2 separate regions of the Xenopus laevis genome follow, and region 1 is linked to region 2. A link is a contact called in public Hi-C data. All regions are on one chromosome and are shown on one strand. Each heading gives the region's core, a stretch centred on a gene start, on an enhancer-like site or on the middle of the called end of the contact. The rest is flanking DNA. Distances are from core to core; before and after follow the strand shown. Region 1 has its middle 56 kb from the start of LOC121395181. Region 2 holds the start of myc.S (MYC proto-oncogene, bHLH transcription factor S homeolog).

Region 1 (4,787 bases), core at 600-3,099, 540 kb before region 2:
AGTGAGTACAGTAAGCCATAAGCATACGTATTCCTCAATACTAATTACTATTAGTAGGAACGGCCCTGTAAGACTGCTTATAGTTAGTGAGGGAATTTATTTGCCAGGCATGGATCTGGGCGAATTTTCACATTTCGCCACCTGCAAATTGTTTTTGCGAAACAGCTGCGAACATTACCCAGCGAAGAAATTCGCTGCAACAAAAGAGTAGATGGTATAAAAATTGTTGCGCGTCAAATTCATTTTGACGTCCATTGACTTTAATGCATTTGGACAAAAAAAGTTGCAAAAGTAAAAATTGTCAAGCACATAAATATTGTCTCACGTCAAAATTATTGACTTTAATGCATTTGTACAAAAAAGTCGTGCATGCAAAAACTGTCACTCCTGGAAAAATAATTTTGACGCCCATTTCCAATAGCGCAAATTTTTCGCAGTTTCACAAATTTTTACTGTGTTTTGCGAATTTTACCGTGAAATGGGACAGATTCGCCCATCACTACTTATAGTCTGTACCCCCAAAACATGAGCATGTCAGCATTCCCCTAATCACAATCACAATTTAGGGTAGGGGTTACAAGACATTTTTTTGGATTATTCCTCTCTTTTGTTATGCACCATTTGTTCAGCACCCATCAGAGCCGGGCCAAGTGTTATTGCCACTAAAGGTTAATTGGACCAACTCCTGCCAATCAGCCCTCCCCCTGCCTTCCTGCACCTGTAACTCCCCACCACAGTTGCCCCCTTGTTCACCACCATCACTGCTGCCATCAATACTAACCCACTACCTGATCAGAACTGGGCCCCTCTTAATGCCACCTAGGCATGTGCGACCTTGCCAACCCTATTTCTGTCCCTGACTACCCTGGGGAGATCCAAAGACAGCCTCCCCGATGCCCCGCTGATATTTAATCGTGGAGTGCAAAATTTCTGCGTTAAAAAGGGGCTTTTGGCCTCCCCTTGTAACTGGCCAATCGTTGCTGAAGGAGGCAAGGTTCTCACTTGTGACCAGGGCCATATTTATATATAGGTGCCTATATAGGTGCCGAATCCAGTGACGGAGCAGAAGAGGTGAGGGGTACTGACATCACTTCCGCTGAATATGGTGTATGACATCAGCCTATAGGGCACATGACATCAGCGAGTCGGTGACGTAGGGCCATGTTTAGGTCCGATGCCTTGGGCAGCATAAGACCTAAATACAACCCTGCTTGTGACTACCAGATATGGCTTTGTGCCACCTAAGGGGGCTTTTGGCCTCCCCTTGTAACTGGCCGATCAATGCTGATGGAGGCAAGGTTCTCACTTGTGACCAGGGCCATATTTATATATAGGTGCCTATATCGGTGCCTAATCCGATGACGGAGCTGAGGAGGTGAGGGGTAGGGGGTCCGAGGAAGTAGAAGTGACATCACGCGCACGGCGCACTGACATCACTTCCGCTGAATACGGAGTATAACATCAGCCTATAGGGCGCGTGACATCAGCGAGTCGGTGACGTAGGGGCATGTCTAGGTCCGATGCCTTGGGCGGCATAAGACCTAAATACAACCCTGCTTGTGACTACCACATATGGCTTTGTGCCACCTAAGAGGGTGAAAGCCCTACACTTTAGGAACCAAGAATTTAGGGTAAAGTGTCCCAGCTGGTTTCAGGACTTCAATATCGTAGAACTGGATCACTTTAGAGGAAGAGTGACAGAGAAAATGCTGAAGCTTCTCATTAGTCCTCAGCTCTGATCAAGTACCACTAATAACCACATGGGGTCATTCTCCAACAACTGTGTAACAAGTGTGTCACAGACACTTCATCTCAGACACAATGGAGCAGGATTAACCCAGTTTTGTCCTTCTGCAGAGACATTTTTAACTTCCCCCTCCACCTGATGTTATACTCTAACAACTCCAAGCAAAAAGGATGTTAGACAAGTGGAGCCGCAGGCACATCAAGCTGCAGATTTGATTATTATCTCATTTAGAGACACTTGTATTGTTTGACTACACTTCTCAGAATACCCTGTGCACTTTTATCTACAGTTTCCTTCCTCTAATAATGGGGTCCCAGAGACAAATGCCCCCTCAACTCTGACCTAAAATCAGTGCTGAGAGCATGGTGGGGGTGTAATTAAACAAGAGCAATTCTGGCTTGAATTTATATAAAATGGGCAGCCCTGGTAATGCAGGAAGCTAGGGACCCCAGAGAGAAGAGGAGATAAATTCCTTTCATTGGGGATGGGGTCCTCAAGTTGTTGCTAAACTACATATAAATTACATATAAATAACATATAACCTACATATAAAGGCAGATGTGTCCATAGCTCTTCATGCTGCACCTTGTGTCACAATTAACCAATCGCAAGTATGCTTGGCCTTACAATATCAGCATACGCTTCTAATGGTGGCAATACACATATAGATCCGCTCGTTTGGCGATTTCGCCAAACAATCAGATCTTTTCCTGATATGCCGACCTTGAGGTGTACGGCAAATGGGCGGTCGGATCGCAGAACTGCATAAACGAACAGATGCGCCCGTGATCCAATACAATTTTTAGCCCTGCCGATCGACATCTAGCTGACTTTTGCAAGATATCGATCAGGAAAGCCCATCGGAGGGCCCCACACACGGGCCAATAAGCTGCCGGTCTGTCCCGTGTATGGCCAACTTAACGGTCATTTATGACCACAAGCGCAAGTGTGGTTGCTCTAAAATGGATGCAAATGTTGCACTACTATTGGTGCTGTTCTCTTGTGTCCAAACACACTTGTACTTGAGCATATTTGTGTAGAGTAGGGATGCATTAAATCCACTATTTGGGATTGGACCAAATCCCTGAATCCATCCTGAAAGATTCGGCTGAAAACTGAAATGAATATGAATCATAATTTGCATATGCAAATTAGGGACTGGAAGGGAAAAAGTGGAAAAACGTTTACTTCTTTGTTTTCTGACAAAAAATTAAGTGATTTTCCCTCTAATTTGCATATGCAAATTAGGATTCAGATTTGGTTCGGCCAGGCACAAGAATTCGCCAAATCAGAATCCTGCTAAAAAAGCTGAATCCCGAATTTGGTGTATCCCTAGTATAGAGCGCCATTGCATCCTTCCTGCATCTTCTAATGAACTGTACACAAGTGAGACCATGTTGATGGCGAACCGTGGTGTGTGTTAGTTCCCTGGTTTCCACAGTGGGCTGTGCCTAGACCGTAAAACAATTACGCACTAATGCCACTTTAACGCCATGTGCCGGAACTGACGCAGCCCCCATAATATAGGAGCAATCGTGGAGCGCAATTGTATTTGTTTCAACATAGGGTGCAAATTAGTGCGCAGTGCTCAAAAAATGCTGCAAAGATGGCTATTTGCACCCAAAAAATTGCACTTTGCATGCTATTCCGAGTACATAAATGCACCTTTCTTTCTCAATGGTATTTATATGGATGCAAATGTGCACCTGTTTTTGCCCCTATTGCTATGCCTTCTCTAAATGGGGTATTAATATCCTTTAAACTACCACAAGCTGTGGATGTGATCCTTCCCCACCCCCTGGCCTACACCCCTTTCAATTTATTCCTAAATGACTTAACCATACTGTTGGCCCGTTCACCAGTGTATGTAATCCTTCCAGCATGTGCTGAGCCTGAGAACTGCCACGAAAAGGGTAAGGCACCGGCGCTGAACTTGCAGATAAAATAAAACGCTCCAGAAATGTTGTCAAGTCACTTGTGAGCAGCTGGCTTCAGCACTTTACATGGAAGCAGAGCAGTGATCAGAGTTCCAGGAATCCTGAGCTCAGTGCAAGCTGGAGTTTTAAAGGCCTTATCTAAAGGAAGAGCTGCAGGGAAAAGGCTCAATACCATATACGGAATTTTCTGCCTTTTTCCCCCCCTTTCTCTATAGGCAGATATGTTTGATCTCCATCTGCCTAAGGTTCCAGTGACTCCTGAAAAGACAGTAGTGTGTCGTTTGCACAGTTGATCCACGTGATCATTGACTTTTGTTCAATTTTGTTTCCTTTCAGAGTACAGTACATTCCATTCTCTTTTTATGAACTCCCATTACCTTTTCTGTACCTTTATATACATGTATGAGTGTAGTATTGATATAGGTGAGATAACCCCCGCAGCTGCTTTTTCTTCAAAAATGCAGAAATTAAACATTTTTCCAGTTTCTTGCATTTTTAGAATTTTTCTCTATTAAGTGCATACAACCCACTTAAAGGAGAAGGAAAGTATTTTTGTACTTGGGGATGCGAAATGTTAGGCACCCCCAAGTGATTGAGTGGACTTACCTGAAACCCCGGTCTGGTGCTCCTATCAGAAGAAAACTGCACCGGCCCGGGGTTATACCAGTGAGCACCACGGAGTGATCCTCTTCTGTTTTCCTCTCTCTCTTTGTGCAGCTGCACATGCGTAGTAGAACGAAAAGCCAAACTTTAACTAAAAAGTCGCCAATTTCAGGAATTTTGAAGAAAAAAGAAGCTGGAAGAGAAGTCCTTCTGTGGTGCTCTCTGGTATAACCTTGGGCCGGTGCAGTTTTCTGCTGATAGGAGCACCAGCCCGGGTTTCAGGTAAGTAAATACAATCATTTGGGGGTGCCTAACATTTGGCACCCCCAAGTGCAGGATGCATTTTCTTATCCTTTAAGAGCATATAAGATATTTGTACATCTACAACTCCAATGAGGTCTTACAATCTTCCAAATAGGTTCATACTCCATGAGCAAAAAACAATCATTATATCTATTCTACATGGCCAAAAGAATAGGGACCCCTGTCTGTCCAACATC
Region 2 (4,839 bases), core at 922-3,421:
TTCTAGTTTCGCCCTTTTGGAAGAAACATAGTCCACTTTGGTCGAGGGAGACGCCGCGTAGTTGTGTTGGTGAATGGGAACGTGACACCGCTTCAGAACTAAAGGGCTGTAGTGGGGTCGGGAGGGCTGCGAATGAGAACTGGATTCCACCCGCTTGGATGCCGACTGCCTTTTTTCTACTGTGACAACGTCAATCTCCTCTTCCTCGTCGCAGTCTTCATCCTCATCTTCTGGTTCCTCTTCTGAAAAAGAGAAATTAAAAAATAAATAAATATAACTGCAGGTTTCTATAAAAGAAAGAAAGCAGCAGATCTGGGAGGAGCATTACGTTATATTTCTCATACATTGTTTAATATGAGGCTTCACACTGCAGTGTTAATTAAAGAAAGAAGAAAAAAAAAAAAAAAAAGGGGGGGGCAGGAGAGTGGTTCTTAGAAAGCATTCGGTGTCTGCCTACCCATAGAATCCTGCTTGAACCTCTCTCTCCTGACTAGCAGAGCCCCACCCACCTACTGCTGCAATGCTGCAGATCTGCCGGCATTTCACCGAGATAAGGACAACTTTCACTGAGCTATGACAGTTTGTTAAAGGGAGGGGTGTGGGACCTGACAGTATAACACATGCAACTCACTAAAGCTGCCGGGTCGTTTGCCAGCAAGGCAGGGAGAGGCAACACAGCAATTAGGGGGAAATAAAACGGGGGGAGAAAAAAAAAAAATTCGGTATAAAAACCATCAGCTTACCAGATTCACTGCTGCTGCTGTTACTGCTGATGGGCGGTGTTTCCAAAATGAGATCTTGGCAAGGAGAGCTGGCGTTGGAAATGCTGTCGTTCAGTGGGTATGGGAAGACCACTGAAGGGTCAACACAATCCGAGCTGGGGTCCTGGAGAAAACCATGGCTGCTCCTGTGGGTCCCTCCCAGACTCAGGCTCCCATGACACGAGGGAGACTTAAGCGGGCTCGGTGGTGGTTGACTCTGACACGGAGAAGAAGAAGACAGAGCACTCTCTTTCCTAGAAGCCTGGTAGGACGCCAGCTTCTCAGACACCACTTTCTCCAGCTTGGCCGCAGCCGAAAATCCACTCCACATACAGTCCTGTATGACGATGGACTTCAGCAAGGCTTCGTCATCCGCCTCGCAGATAAAGCTCTGGTTGACCATGTCCCCTCCCAGGAATTCGGTCACCATCTCCAGCTGATCAGCCGTGGAGGGGAAAAGGCTGGACTGGCTGGATCTGCGGCTGGGTGACAAGGGCGGGGTGGGGAGCAGCTCAAACTTCTTCCAGATGTCCTCACTGGGGGCCGGCGGCTGCAGTCGGCTTTGCTGGTGGTAGAAGTTCTCCTCCTCCAGAAAGAAGAAGCAGGGCTGCAAGTCATAATCGTAGTCGTAGTTCTTGCTGGGAAAATTGGCATTAAGAGGCATCTTTCCTGCCATGCGATTGGTCTCCTGCAAGAAGAACAGAGCCGGCATTATACAAACGCTCTAACACAAGAGGGAGGGCACACACACACACACTCAGGCGCAACGACTATTACACATGGTTTAAATACCTTCCCTGCCGAGACCTTTAAACCCATAACCTGTGGCTCTCCCGGCTGCTCCTGAACTACAGTTTGTGAGCCGGGCCACTTGTAGTCCACCGGCAGCCGGGAGAGCCACTGGTCCTACGTGACTGGGGATTCTGGGAATTGTAGTAGAAGACAAAAAACTGCTGCCATTAAAAAATGATCAAAATCTGAACTCCATGAGCTAAATATTAGGGACATACCATTCCTACAGCGTGGGGGGGCAGGGTGAGAGTAAATGATAAAGGGGACAGGGAGATCCCCCCCCTATTTAAGGGGCTGAAAGTCCAACAGGCAAAGCTGCAGCTGTCAGTGCGATTAAAAGGTTAAGAGTTAAAGTGTCAGACACAAGATCCAGTGGGGACGAGGCTAAATGCCCTTCCCTGAGGGGGGAATCGACATGGCAGCCCCACCAACAGCTCCTCGTCTCCTGCCAGTAAAAAGCAGGGGGAGAAGACTCCATAGAAAGTAAAGAAGAACAAATCCAGGCGCAGCCGATCCCTCACAGAAGAAGCCGCTTCCTTACCCGTCTAATCCCGGGATAATACGAGTCCAATATTCCTTTGGTCGCGTTTATAAATCCACAGGCTGCCTCTCCCTTGTCTCAATAGCGTTGTCTTTCCCACTACTACTCCCTCCTCCTGCCGCAGCAGCTGCACCACACACTTTCCTGCTCGCTCCCCGCACACAGACTGGCACAGAAAAAGCTCCGACTGAGCCTTATATAGCGCCGGTCTCCCGCCAAATCGCGCACTCCTACACTGAGGCTTCTTTTCTCTATGGAGCTGAGGCAAGGGGCGGGGCTAAGGGGGCGGGCCTCACGCTCATCTGTCCTTCCAACTCCGTGTGTGGCTCGTACTAGTATCACTGAGGTACAGGGGAGGGCTGAGCTCACAACTGAGTCCTTTTAACTCTTCCACTGACATTTAACTCTTTCAGCGTCACTTCACACGTCTTGTCGAGGGAGGATGTGAAGCTCTTTCCACAATGCAAAGCCCTTTTCTTCTCAATAGAAATAGCCACACTAGCCTGGCACCCCCCCGCCTCTTTAACAATTCAGTGCGCCGCCCGCTGCTTGGAATCTACTATGTTACCCGGAGAGGGGGGGTTTATAGGGACAACTGACAGGGACTGGATCATGTATGTTAAAGGGGCTGCTCACCTTCAAATTAACTTTTAATATGATGTAGAGAATTATATTCTGAGTCCATTTGCAGTTGGTTTTCATTATTTGTAGTTTTTCACTTTTTTTTTATTCAGCATCTGTTCGGCAATCTGGTTGCTAGGGTCCAAATTCCCCTAGCAACCAGGCATTGATTTGAATAAGGGACTGCAATATGAATAGGAGAGGCCTGAACAGAAATAAAGAGCAGCATTAACAATAAATGTGTAGCTTTACAGAACTTTGTGCTTATAGATGGGGGTCAGTGACCCCTATTAAAAGCTAGTACGATGAATAAGCCAAATCATTAAAATTCTACAAAAAAAAAAAAATTAACGCCAATTGGAAATGTGCTCAGCATTGGCCATTCTAGAACACACTACAAGTTAACTTAAAACGGCGAAGAAGACAACGGAACGGGCAAATAAACATGATTCTAAGCAGCTTCCCAGTAGCCATTCATTATACGCACTACGCTTTAATAGAAATGCATGTACATCGGAAAGCTGCTTAGAATCGTATTAGAAAACAAAACTTTTTTTTTTGGGGTGCAGTTCCCCTTTAACCGACCCAGAACTTTAAAATTTCCTAGAAATTGAGCATTAACTGCTTTTTTTTGTGGCACAGGGAAGGCAAACATAACCAGGTGTGATTGGCTGCTGAGACTGGGGCAAGTGGAAGCCACAATGGGAACAGACGACTGACTGTCAGTTTGGGGAGAGATGGCAGATAGGACACTCAGAGGCTTGTAGTAAGAGCTGGAGGTCAATAAGGAAGGTGCAGTCAGTCAGTATAAAGGGGCCACTGGTCCACCCTTTGGGGCCACAGAGAGGGAGAGAGTTATCAGCTGAATGTGCTTTGTCAGTGGCTGAACTTTCACTGGATTCTCAGCACAGAGCAGTCCAATGGCATTTCTAAGAAACACAGCGAGGAGGTGCCAGATAAACGCTTTCTGCAGCCGCCACTTTCTCTCTTACTCTGCAACTGTCACACCTTAACCCTTTCCTACCCCCCCCAGTGCCCAGCCTCCCAGGTTACTGGAGGGAACAAATATATATATTAAAATAATGGGAACACAAACAGGGGAACTCAATCGCTTCTAATGTGCACTTGGTCCCTAAGGTGTTCTAGTAGTAGTGGGGGGTAAGGATTAGGGCTTCTAATGGGTGAAAGGCTTAGATCAGGCCAGTAGGTTCCTTCCATAGGAATACATATAATATTATACATCATCAGTCCCTGGCCCAGAAGAGCTTACACTCTAAGGTTCCTATGCCATTTACAATAATCGATTAGACCAGGAGCCAATTAACCTTCTCATTTCCATCTGACCGTCTATATGTATGCAACCGGCTCTGCAGAATCTGATTATTATAAAGAACTGTTCTGTGCTGCTGTGACTTAAGTAAACGTTACCGGGACCCCACAGCAGACTCATTTTAGGGCCCCTCTAGGACATATTATTTAGGAGGGGACCCCCTTTACCCCCTGACCCCCCACCCTGGCAGTCACAAGTTCAGGTTCCCCTATAGTTACACCTCTGCTGACTCAGGACATGACAAGGGGTTACATTTAATGATTCATTAATATTCATTAAGTTAATGATTCTCCCGTTACGCTTCGATGAAAAATGTGCGAATTTCCCGTGGAATGGTGAAAAATTAGCGAAACTCGAATTTTGACACCTGCGTCAATTTTGGCGTTAAAGTCAAGGGGCGTCCGAACTGTGTTGTCGCGACTTTTTCTGACGCCCGTCAGTTTGTGTTTTTTTGACTCCTGTGAATTTTCCCAAATTTATTTGCCGGCGAAACGCTGAAATTCTCCGCAAATTCGCGCCTGGTGAATTTATCCCCGCCCGTCGCTATTAATGAACAGCTTTAATAGTAAAACATTCATTCATGCGCCTTTAATTCATCTACAGGAAAGGAAATGGCTCAAACCGCAACACTTATTTCTTCTGCTTTTAAAAAGGGGATATACGAGTGCGAGTTACCTAAATACACGTTTATTTATACATATATATATATATATTTATATATAGATCTCCCAGGGCTTCATTCAACAGAGTGAGCTAGAACTGGAGCAGTGTCTGTTGCTATTTATTTTCCTGGA

The links. A called contact is a pair of places that touch in the nucleus more often than the background predicts.
Region 1: a Hi-C map of the XL177 cell line shows a contact between it and region 2, with 4 times the contacts expected there. The contact joins the enhancer-like site here to the promoter of myc.S in region 2. A contact is called at or near these places in 2 of 4 Hi-C or Micro-C datasets (the XL177 cell line and the XTC cell line).

The regions. Positions count from the first base shown.
Region 1 is chr6S:127,877,208-127,881,994 of Xenopus_laevis_v10.1, reverse strand. No RefSeq gene overlaps it. Among protein-coding and RNA genes, the nearest start is that of LOC121395181, 56 kb to the right of the region's middle. Within about 2 kb of position 1,849, at least 1 of the 7 cell types and tissues checked has an H3K27ac peak or open chromatin away from gene starts, as enhancers often do.
Region 2 is chr6S:127,341,641-127,346,479 of Xenopus_laevis_v10.1, reverse strand. It overlaps myc.S (MYC proto-oncogene, bHLH transcription factor S homeolog), which reads right to left and starts at 2,171. Exons shown (of 3, transcript NM_001085896.1): 1 at 2,095-2,171; 2 at 744-1,449; 3 at 1-242. The coding sequence starts at 1,425.